2 separate regions of the Rattus norvegicus genome follow, and region 1 is linked to region 2. A link is a contact called in public Hi-C data. All regions are on one chromosome and are shown on one strand. Each heading gives the region's core, a stretch centred on a gene start, on an enhancer-like site or on the middle of the called end of the contact. The rest is flanking DNA. Distances are from core to core; before and after follow the strand shown. Region 1 overlaps LOC102551891 (a long non-coding RNA gene). Region 2 holds the start of Tmem178a (transmembrane protein 178A).

The links. A called contact is a pair of places that touch in the nucleus more often than the background predicts.
Region 1: a contact with region 2 is called in a Hi-C map of Schwann cells, with 2.5 times the contacts expected there. The contact joins the enhancer-like site here to the promoter of Tmem178a in region 2. A contact is called at or near these places in 2 of 12 Hi-C or Micro-C datasets (Schwann cells and frontal cortex).

The regions. Positions count from the first base shown.
Region 1 is chr6:19,948,682-19,954,091 of GRCr8, reverse strand. All of the region lies in intron 2 of LOC102551891 (a long non-coding RNA gene), which reads right to left. Among named protein-coding and RNA genes, the nearest start is that of Map4k3, 78 kb to the left of the region's middle. Within about 2 kb of position 3,826, at least 48 of the 93 cell types and tissues checked have an H3K27ac peak or open chromatin away from gene starts, as enhancers often do. A contact at or near this core is called in Schwann cells, where this site is marked.
Region 2 is chr6:19,814,546-19,819,863 of GRCr8, reverse strand. It overlaps Tmem178a (transmembrane protein 178A), which reads left to right and starts at 4,055. Exons shown (of 4, transcript NM_001004282.1): 1 at 4,055-4,462. The coding sequence starts at 4,063. It overlaps LOC134479321 (a long non-coding RNA gene), which reads right to left. Exons shown (of 2, transcript XR_010052483.1): 2 at 5,058-5,318.

The sequences.
Region 1 (5,410 bases), core at 2,577-5,076, 130 kb before region 2:
CCTGAGGCTTCATATACTGCAGTTACTTTAAAAATGCTTTACTGACTATGACATACGAAGGCTCACCTGTCATTCAGGCCTTGATGGTGGCCTTAGAGAGTGGAGAGAAGTAGTCAGATGTTCAGAATGGCCCACATTTGAACAGTGCCTGTGAATGGGTAGCTCTCTTACTGGGACAGGCTTCCTATGTTTATTACAAATGGGTAAATGTCGGGCAGTCATTTGGCCTTAGCAGAGGTAAGACCCATTTAATATACATCTGGGAAACGGACAATCCTCATCCTCCTCACTTCCAAAAATAACTTTCTAACTTATCCTCTATTGTTCTGCCCTGAGCAGCCAGGGCTTCCTTGGCTTGCCTTATAAGGCTATTGTAGGGCTGCAAGCTCTCCCCATAGGGAGCTTTTCCTAGGGCTCGGGCTGCCTTCTGCTTAATTCTAGTTCATTCTATCTGAAAAGACAGGGAGCGCTTTATGAGGCAAAAGGCCCAGTCATTGTGGGAAGAATGAATCACTCACTTTAAGAATCATGAGAAGGCTGAAAGGGGAAATCAGCTGGGGGGTCAGGAAGTTGGGGGTGGACAGGTTATTGAAAACACCCTCTAAACGGTCTGTCTTCTATGTTCACTCCTTCTCTCACACACTGCAGAATTCTCAGTCTAATAGAAGCTTCTGGGGGTACCCTGAGTTCTCTAACACCCACCGATCTTGAAGTCAGTGGCTGGAGTAGCTGTGGGTCAGGAGCATCCTCGTAACCCTAGGAGAACTGGTAGCACCGTGGGTCATCCTTGGGAGGTGTCCTAATTAGGGTTGCTGTGATGAACACCATGACCAAAGCAAGCTGGGGAGGAAAGGGTGAGGCCTCATCACTGTAGGAAGTCAGAACAGGAACTCAAACAAGGTGAGCCCGGGAGGAAAGGTGAGCATGGGAGGAACCTGGAGGCAGGAGTTGACACAGAGATCATAGAGCAGTGCTGCTTGCTGGTTTGTTTCCCTTGGCTTGCTCAGCCTGCTTTCTTATAGAACCCAGGACTCACCTCACCGCCCCCCTTTTATTTTTCCTACTTGGAAACAGCCAAGCGGGGGAAAAACATGTTCTCAGTTCTCTAGTTCTTGAATCCTAGGCCTTGGGCTTCTGTGCGTTCAAGTCCTAGCCCTTCCGATGCCGTGGTTGTCTCTTTATAGTTTGGGGCCGTGATTTCGAGCCCTGGCCCACGCTAGACTTCTGAGAATCTTTAGTTAGTCCCAAGGCCTTCAGGATTGGGAAATGATTTGTCTCAAGGTCACACAAAGTACCAAGGTCTGGTCTAGAGCCCTGGGGTCATGCTCAGTCTTATCACCGCACCATTGGTGTGGATGTGACATGAGCCTATGACTTGCATAACAGTTCTCCACATCGCAGGCTAACTTCGTACCAACCAGTGTCACCTGCTTAGACACCCTAAAGTTTAAAAGCAACTGTTTACAAATGCCCCAGCCACAGGAAACCCAAACGCCTATGTCTGCGAGATCTCGCTTAGTGGGAGGCTGGGAGTCAGACAGAATTTTTAGGAATAAATTTTAGTTGAACGTACAACGTGCACATATTTATGGATGCCATGCAATCTTTCATCACATGTACTCATTATGTAATGTTCAAGTCAGGGTGGGCACGCCTTTCTCCATGAGCATTTACTCTTTCTTCTTCCATAAGCATTTAAAGTCACTTTCCCTAGCTTTTGGGGGATCTACACAGCATATCATCCTATAGACATAAGCGTCCCAGACTGCACTAGAACCTCTGAGCTTCTTTCTCCCGTCCAACTGACACCCACTATCCCTTGACCAGTCTTTCCTTCTCCCTCCCTCTCTGACTTTCCCCAGTGTCTAGTGACCCGTATTCTGCTCTTGATTTTCGAGAGCACACGTTTAGAATTTACCCATGAGTGGGGCTGTGTTGTGATGTTTTCCTCTGTGCAGGCTTAATGTCCTTCGGGTCCATTAGGGCACATCCCTTGATACATCCCAAGCCAGACCGGTATTCCTGACCCTGATACAGAACTAAATTCTCCCTAGTTACTACCTTCTCCCAGAACTTCCCAAATATCCCCGGGGACAATCACAACGAACGAACGTCACAGGAGGCCATCTCTCGGAACACCTGATAAGATGGAGCTATTCAGGAAGCTAGCTGTGTGGATTCCTGAATGGCACTGACGGCCCAAAGCAGAAAGCCCTCACTGTCAGCCCTTCCTGGTGGTGGCAATGGTGGCCCTGAGAACAAACTGTTTAAATTATGGGGAAGTAACAGATTTTTGTCTGTGGGGATCCACAATATCACGATAAATCTGTTTGCCAAATTGTACTACCCTGTCTCTGTAAGGGGCTTGCTCCTAAGCTGCTGTGTTCAAATGGGTGGATGTAGCAAAAATAATAGCATGTGATGTATAGAGCTTACAGCCTAGACAGACATAGGGTTTGAACACATAGGAACATCCTGACCAGAACTACATGACTTAGATTTTGTGAGGCTCACTATTTCTAGCAGAGGTTCTCAACCTGTGGGTGACGACCCCCAAAACCACATGACTTACTGTGTTAAAGGGTGGTAGCATTAAGAAGGTCAAGAACCACTGCCCCAGAGCCAAAACTTTTCGGAGAAATGAAAGGATCCACAGATCTGCCTTGAGTTTGTCTGGTCCCTGTAGTCCCCAAGGCCAGAAGGTCCACCCTGCGGCGTGTTATATAAGTGGGCGTGGTGGGGGCGAAGGTGAGCTGTGCACAGTAGATTGGCAGTGTGTGCTCGGGGCATGCTGGGATCTGCAGAAACATTTTTCCAGGATTCGTGTCAATTTCAAAGTGCTCAAAACAAGCCTGAAAAAGCGGCCAGGAAAGCTATTATTGCTGCCTTATATCCTTGTTGGAACAAAATGTGAAACAAAAACGAGTGAAAGAGAACACAGCAAGTCATTGTGTAGCAAACTTCACCGTCCAGGTGTACCTGGCTGGCGTGCTGGTAACTCAGGAAGGTCAGGAACCAGGCTGTGGCAGTTGCTTTAAATCCCTGTGTGTGTGTGTGTGTGTGTGTGTGTGTGTGTGTGTGTGTGTGTGTCTGTTCGGGGGAGCTGTGTCCTTGAAGGGAGTGCGGGTGAAGGGCACTCCTCGATAAAATCTTGTAGATTTTTTTTCCCATTTCCCTGTCTGTTTTCTAGGAACAAGTGGGTTCATCGGACTCGCTAGCGAATGATCCCTTCTCTAATTTATGTTCCTTTCCTTAAGGCTTCCCCGTTCTGGCTCAGGGCGAGCAGACAGGAGGGGCATAGAAAGATGCAGACCTTGGGCAGAGAGGCAGAACTAACTGCCCCTGCTTGGACCCAAGCAATGGCAAACCCTCCCCCGCAACTTCTTTCTTGCCCTTCATGGAGCTTTTGTGGGACCTGGAAAGGAAATGAATTCTAAAGGCAGGAAATGACCCAAAGACCGGAACAATGTGTGTGAATCTAAACTCGTGCTTCCGCCTCTTGGTTACAAAGCATTCTAATCTGTGTCCCAGGAAGCCTAGCCCATTGCCAGATGGAGAGCTGTTTTCAGACTGGCTCTTGGCATCTGCCACTCCCAGCTGGTGACATTCGCACGTTTCAGAAGGCAAACCTGTCCCCGCATCTTCAAACTTCTGGAGAGGTGTAACCCCAGGAAAGTCCTCGAGTCTCTTTGGCTGACAGCCCCAACCATCTGATGCACTTCGTCTGCGGTCGAACTGCTGCTGGACTCCAGCCTGGAACGCCAGCACATTGAGTCTGTTCTCAAAGATCTTCAGCATCTGAAACCAAAGTGTGTCTCTGCTGCCAAAAAAGGCTGGCTCCCTCGCCTGCTACATAATCCCTTTCTCACCAGGCGTTCCTGAAGAAACCCGATGAGTCAGGGAGAAAGGAAAAAAAAAAGCTTCTGAAGGAAGCCTAGGGGTGGGTTGCCTACCTCAGCCTCAGAAAGCCCCTTCTGTTTGGCAATCCACTAACACTTAGGGATTTGATTTTTTACTTTTCCCATCTTTCCTTCCTCTTCTGTCAGCTCTCACCTCCAGAGACCCTTCATTTACCACGCCTGTAATTTGCTCTGCAAAAAGCTCGAGGCCCTCAGATGGGGAATTAGTCACCATTGTAAGGTTAGACTTCACTTCCATCCCCAGGAGCAGGGTGAGAAAAAGGGCCCACTCTGACTTCCAGAAGAGACCATCATTCAATTGCTCCGTTCTGACTCCGGGGCCTGTGCTTTTCCCAGGGTTTTAATTTTTATGGGACTCTATACATCAGTCTCCCTGCATAAAGCTAGGAACCAGTTGGGGTCTGAACGCTGTGAAGTGACTTGTGGGATGTCTGCTTCCAACAGGTATCCCACTGAGGCTAAGGGCCCCCTCATCCTTCTGTCCGCCCCCCCCCCCGCCACCCCCCCCTGCCGCCCCCCCCCTCCGGGAATCAGAAAGTAGGTTTCCTGGGGGGGGGGGGGAAGTGCTTAACTCTCAGCGTTTCTGAAATGCCAAACAGATTGAAGTTTAAAGAGTCTGGCGTGTTTGTTGACATCTGGCTTACAGAAAAGCCTCTGTGAGGAAGAATGGAGAGAGTCAACGGGGGTCTGGTGAGAAGGCGTTGCTCTTCTGGCTTGAGGCATCTGTCCTGGAGCACAAAGCCATTTCTCGCCACTCTCTCAAACGGTGTTGTGTATTATGAAAGAGGTTTTTAAAAAATGTGTTCTGATAAGCTGGGACTTATTCCTGGAAAAGGAATATGGGTTCTGTTACAAGATAGGAGCTTAATGTCAATACAGGCCGTATCAACTGTCAGCGGCTGTGAGTCGAGAGTCATTAAAAGCTTGGCATGGTGGCTTGGGGCCAACACAGCCTTCGTTTCCTTTGCCTATAGACAGTGAGGACAAGACAAAGCTAGACATATAGAAATCATCTTCCCTACTCTGGACATCAGACAAGCAAGATAAGAAGCTACTGACCCAAGGAGAAAACAAAGAACAAGGATTTTGATTACAAGCTATGTTTATAAGATGCCCCCCTCCCCGAACAAACCAAACCAAAACGGAACAAAGCCACAAAGTAACCATGCTGTCAGAGTCACGTAACATGATCTTGAATTTAGTTAGGGCAACTGAGATAAAAACAGTTGGACAGAAAACTCCAGATTATGTTAATGTGCGATTGAGGCTGGTTAACAATTAGCAAGGAAGGCACCAGATTTAACCGATTTTTGCATTAATTCCAACCCTAATTATCTGTTAAAAATTGACATAGTTAAGTACAGTTAGATTGTTTTAATATGTAACAGAGCCATAGAATCTATTGTGTGCTCTTTGGTCCTTATTTGGGACGCGTAGCCACTGAGGGTCTAATCTTTTGCGTTCATAGACTGACAAGTGGTGTGATACAA
Region 2 (5,318 bases), core at 2,806-5,305:
AAGTATTTTTAGAAACGACATATTGTAGATCAAAAACATAATTGACTACATCCTTACATTAAGTACTGGAAAAAAAATGTGTGATATTACCAGGAAAAAGAAAGCCTCGCTTTTCATGAGTTGGTTCCTAGTTTTGGTTAAATGACATGGGCTTGATCCAAGTTCAAAATAAGGAAGGGTGGTACTTGGAATCTTGGCACTATAGCAGAAAGGCAAAGGTCTCTTAGAATATTTATGACCAGCAATGTTAGCTTAGCATTGACGTGTCAATAAATCATTGTCATAGTGCCATAGCTCTGGGATACATGGAGGGGTGTGTGTGTGCGTGTGTGTGTGTGTGTGTGTGTGTGTGTGTGTGTGTGTGTGTGATCTTTTTATAAGGAAATATTTGTGCAAAGAACTTCTGACTCTAATGATAAATACAATCAAAGTTTGGCAATCAGATATTATGGCAAATGTGTTTAAGGAAGGCAAAAAGTGTTGTTTTCTAATATTTCAAGATGGCCAATATAACAGTTGGGGCGTTTAAATGCTTTGGGAATGATGACTGTAGGAAGAGCTTGTCCTAAATCCTAGGGACAAAGAACACCGATATGCCAATCCGCAGGTGAGGTGCTAGAGACACAGCAATGGCTACTGGAGAAGACCCAGGAGGGTGGACACAAATGACACTTCAAAGGAAAAAGCTGCATAATTTGGAAAATTCTGAAACACCGAATTTGAGGGGCTTATACGGATTATCAACAGGAGAGGAAAAGAGAGCGGGGGCAGGGCAGCTACAATGTAGGGAAGGACAAACTTGACATTTAGACATGCTGTTCAATACAGCGGAGTTCCCAGGCGGAAATTCTCCGGATTTCTCCCTGTCCCCTTCAATACAGGGGCATTTGGTCTGGAGATAGCAAAGACAAATTTTAGACGAATGTATTAAGCAACGTTTGAAAATGTTGAGGTCCCAGCCTGCTGATGCTGGGCCATGTAAGAAGCCATTAGAGCAGCCCGACTAGATGACAGAAAGACTCGGAAAAATATTTGTTTTACAATGTCCATAAACACTGAAATTTCCAAATCTACTAGATGGACATAAAAATGGAAGAGTTATAACCTGAGTGGGATGCTAATATCACTGATATCATTTCCTTGGCCAAACTGAATCTGTCCTTGGAGAACTAACTCAAATGTCTGTCCACAGCCCTCCTGACTCCCGCTCCCCAGGCAGTGGGTCATTTTACCGTTCACCTTCCCACAACACTGTTTACATTTCTGTCACAGCCCTCGCCTCTAGTTCTGTGCATGTTTTTCCCCCTTGCCACCGGGTGGGAAACAACATGTAGATGGGAAGTGTTTTCCCATCTCCGCATTCCTCACTTCTCAGCCAGCAGTGCTTGGTGGGTGACAATTCATCACTGACGATCTCCAGCCAAGGGGATGCTGAAAGCGTGGACGAAGCGGTGTGCTATCGCTGTAGCGAGGCCCGTATACACATCCCATGTCACTTTTCTCCAACGCAGATAACGCAGAACCAGCAGAGGCAGTACTCTCATTACACACTGCTGGCCCGTATTTGTAATGTGCGACATTTTTTATGAAATACTGTCAAAGGCAATCCATCACCGAGTAACCTTTAGATTATATGCTGAGGTTGGTTTTAAACAGGGACGTAAATGAACTCCAAGGATGATGCTGGCTTCTAAGGAGGGAGTGATCAAAGAGTTCCACAGGGGCAGAACCCCATGTTCTTCTATACGCAGGATAGTCACATGGCAGTGACTGAAGGGGGTTTCTGCTGTCTGTTTTTACTTGGGGACAGGGTGATTGAGATGATAATCATGTGACTATGAAATGTGGCTGACTATTTGTGTCCTGCAGTACATCAGGTGAGGACATGGCAAAGGAATGAAGACAACTAAAGGGCAGGCAATCTTTGACACGCTCCAGGTTTGTAATAACTATCTTGAGAGAGATATATTTGCACATTTATATATACATTCATATATATATACATTCACACACACATAAATATATATATATATATATATATATATATATATATATATATGACACAGGGCACCCTAAGTTAATTTCAGATGCCAATTGGACTCACAGTTCAAGGGGCTCTGTAGATCTGGAAAGGTCTACAATCTTATACATATTATAGAATATAAATAAAAGAAACCTTCTAAGTCCCATCACTTCTGTGTAAATCCTGAGTGAAGCTGCCTCTGCTGGGTTTAGTGCTTCCTGTTAAGGCAAGGCTGATTGTGAGAAGAACACTAAAATTGTAATTCTTTGTCTTCCTTAATTAGACCCAGAGCTCACCACAGTTCTTGCTGCAGCTGTGAGAAAATCCAAGCAATAATTCACATTGTCAGGTCAGCAGAAACAGACACAGGGGTCTGATGTGACCAAGATCTGCTTAAGGGATCTTTCTGTGGATTGAATAGCTCAGAAGAGGTACATACTCTTCCACAGAGAAAAAAAAAATCCCCAAAGATGTTGAGCACAAGCAGCAATGAAAATGGATGGCAGTGGCATCTCATGCCACCTTTCCAGATGCCATTCCGTAGGAGGCAGATAAAGCACCTCGATACCAATTGACGTGGGGCGCTAATTAATAAGTCCCATTAAATCACGGAGTAATGACATTTAGCATCTAATGAATGCCTCATAATCTCTTGAATCATTAATATTTCATAGCGTCAGAGCATAAGGATAGCCGTTCGAGGCTGGTACAGCATGGTTTTCTGCCTCTGACGTGGCCCCAAGGGTGTAGGTGGGTCCCTTGCCATGCAGAATATATGTGCACATCGTTCACTCCGTACCTTGGACCTAAGGATTCCTCTTTTAGAAAGATCATGCCTGCCATTTTTGGAGTGAACATCTGTGACTTCAGAAAGCCCCGGGAGAGCAGAAAGTCTCAGATGTTGACTGGTGTAGAGCACTGGTTTGTTGTTGACCCTCGATGACCACCAGAGAAACTGGCACAGGAGAAAATCGTTAGTTTGATTTATCACTGGAGGGAGGGCTTGCCTTATTCAAAGGCAATAATCACTTGGTAGAGCAGGTGCCACTGCAAGGCCATATTGATCCAGGAGGCCAGTCAGTCACTCAGGCGTGGAGATAGCTCAAGAAAAAGAAGTCTATCTCGGAGCAGGCAGAAATGAAGTGGGCCGCTATTATCTCTGACTGTGGCTCTGTGGCCTCAGGGGCACTGGGCATCTTCTTGCAGAGGAAGGGCTGGAGCAGAGAAAAGGGTTCCAGGCTGCCGCGAGCAAAGTGAGAGGGGAAGGTCTGTCTACAGAGCTGGCTGCCAAGGTCTCTGAGACTGGATTCTTCAGAAGTCTAGAAGAGAGGCTGGCTGTTCTAGATCAAGAGTCTGAATACTCAAAACCGCCCACGTTCAAGGATGAGATTTGCTCCGGGGGCAAAACAGACAGTGATCAAAATCGACTTGGACAAGAGGCAAGATCCAGCGTGATGTTGGTGGATGTCTTGTAAGGTCGTGGGAGGGACAGAGGACCGGAGGCGGTGTGCGCAGGGGCAGGTGGCAAGAGGGTTGGAATCTAAGGCAGGTATATAAAGGCAGAAGGAGCCAGGGACGCAAAGGCCCGCGGGAGTGGGGGAAAGAGCGTCTGGAAGAGTTGAAGAAAAGTAAAGAGAAAGTAGGGACTGGGTTAAGAGGAGAAAGGACGGGAGAGAGAGCAAAGGGAGGACGGAGAGCAGAAGTGAAGAAAGGGAGAGGGGGCTGGAGAGAGGGGGCTGACCGCGGGAGCTGGAAGCAGGGAGAAGGACGAGGGGCGTGATCGGCCCGGGTAGGGGGTGGGTTGTGGAGAGTGTGGCTAAGGGGGAGGGCCGCGGGAAAGTAAGAGCGCCGCGGGAGGGCGCGGGGCCGGGCGGGAGGAGGCTCCCGCGGGGGAGTGAGGCGGGCGGGCGGCTGTGGGAGGGAGAGTGCGGGGCAGGTGGCGGGGAGGGAGGGCGCTCGGCGGAGCGCCGAGGCCAAGTGCATTGTGTCTGGCGGCGGCGGCGAGCCCACCGGCGGCTGCTGCTGCTGGCCGGGAAGCCATGGAGCCACGGGCGCTCGTCACGGCGCTAAGCCTCGGCCTCAGCCTTTGCTCCCTGGGGCTGCTCGTCACGGCCATCTTCACCGATCACTGGTACGAGACCGACCCCCGGCGCCACAAGGAGAGCTGCGAGCGCAGCCGCGCGGGCGCCGACCCCCCGGATCAGAAGAACCGCCTGATGCCGCTGTCGCACCTGCCGCTGCGGGACTCGCCTCCCTTGGGGCGCCGGCTGCTCCCCGGCGGCCCTGGGCGCTCTGACCCGGAGTCCTGGCGCTCGCTGCTGGGGCTCGGTGGGTTGGACGCCGAGTGTGGCCGGCCGCTGTTCGCCACCTACTCCGGCCTCTGGAGGAAGTGCTACTTCCTGGGCATCGACCGGGACATCGACACCCTCATCCTGAAAGGTGAGCGGCGAGCGCGCCCCGCGTCCCTGCGTCCGCGCGCGGAGCACAGTCCGGGCATCCCAGGGGCGCGCTGGTCCCCGCGGTTGCCTCTCCAGTTGCTGCGCTCCGTTGCCCCGCTCATTTTTCACCCTTCCAGGCTGCTTCCCTGCTTTCCTTTTCCAGCTACTCTTCTCTCTCCCGTTCCTTGCTGCTTCATCCTACCTATCCTTCTTTTACCATTTTCCTGGACTCTGTTTTACCCCTCACCGCTGTCTCTCTTTCCCTTGACTCTCCTCTGGTCCTTCTCCGCCCGTGCACCTGGCTGACTGGGGATGTATATGTGAATTTTCTTGACCCTGTTCCCAGGGAGGGTGACAGCCCAAAGACTGATCTTTCTCAACTAGGTTTCCTCCCTCAAGTTGCATTTTCCTTTGAGGCATGCCCTCTGGAAGAGATGAGGTATAAACCCTAGGACGAGGGAGGAGGGCTTTCTCGTGGATTGAGCTGGGTGATGTATGTGGGCATCCCAGCCTGGAGGATTCATGGGGAGCGAAGGTCTGTCCCCCAAACACTCCCAAGTTCAGGGTCTGTTTGAATTGGACTTTGCATTCCCTAATTCATTAATAAAAGCAGCTAAGACACCTGCTTTATTCATTATTCAACATTCCCGATGACCACCCTCCTCAGGGTCAAAGTAGCTAAGGAGAGCCAAGGGCCAAGTCCTTGAAAGTAGACTTGGGCTGGGAGACTCTACCTGTCACACTCTTATGGTTGTGACACTCTGTAGGCTGTCCTTATTGTTGGTTTTTGGGCTTTGTGTTGGTGTAGCATCACTTTGCTCTTCTGGAATCTATGCAACACCCATCTTCTGTATGTA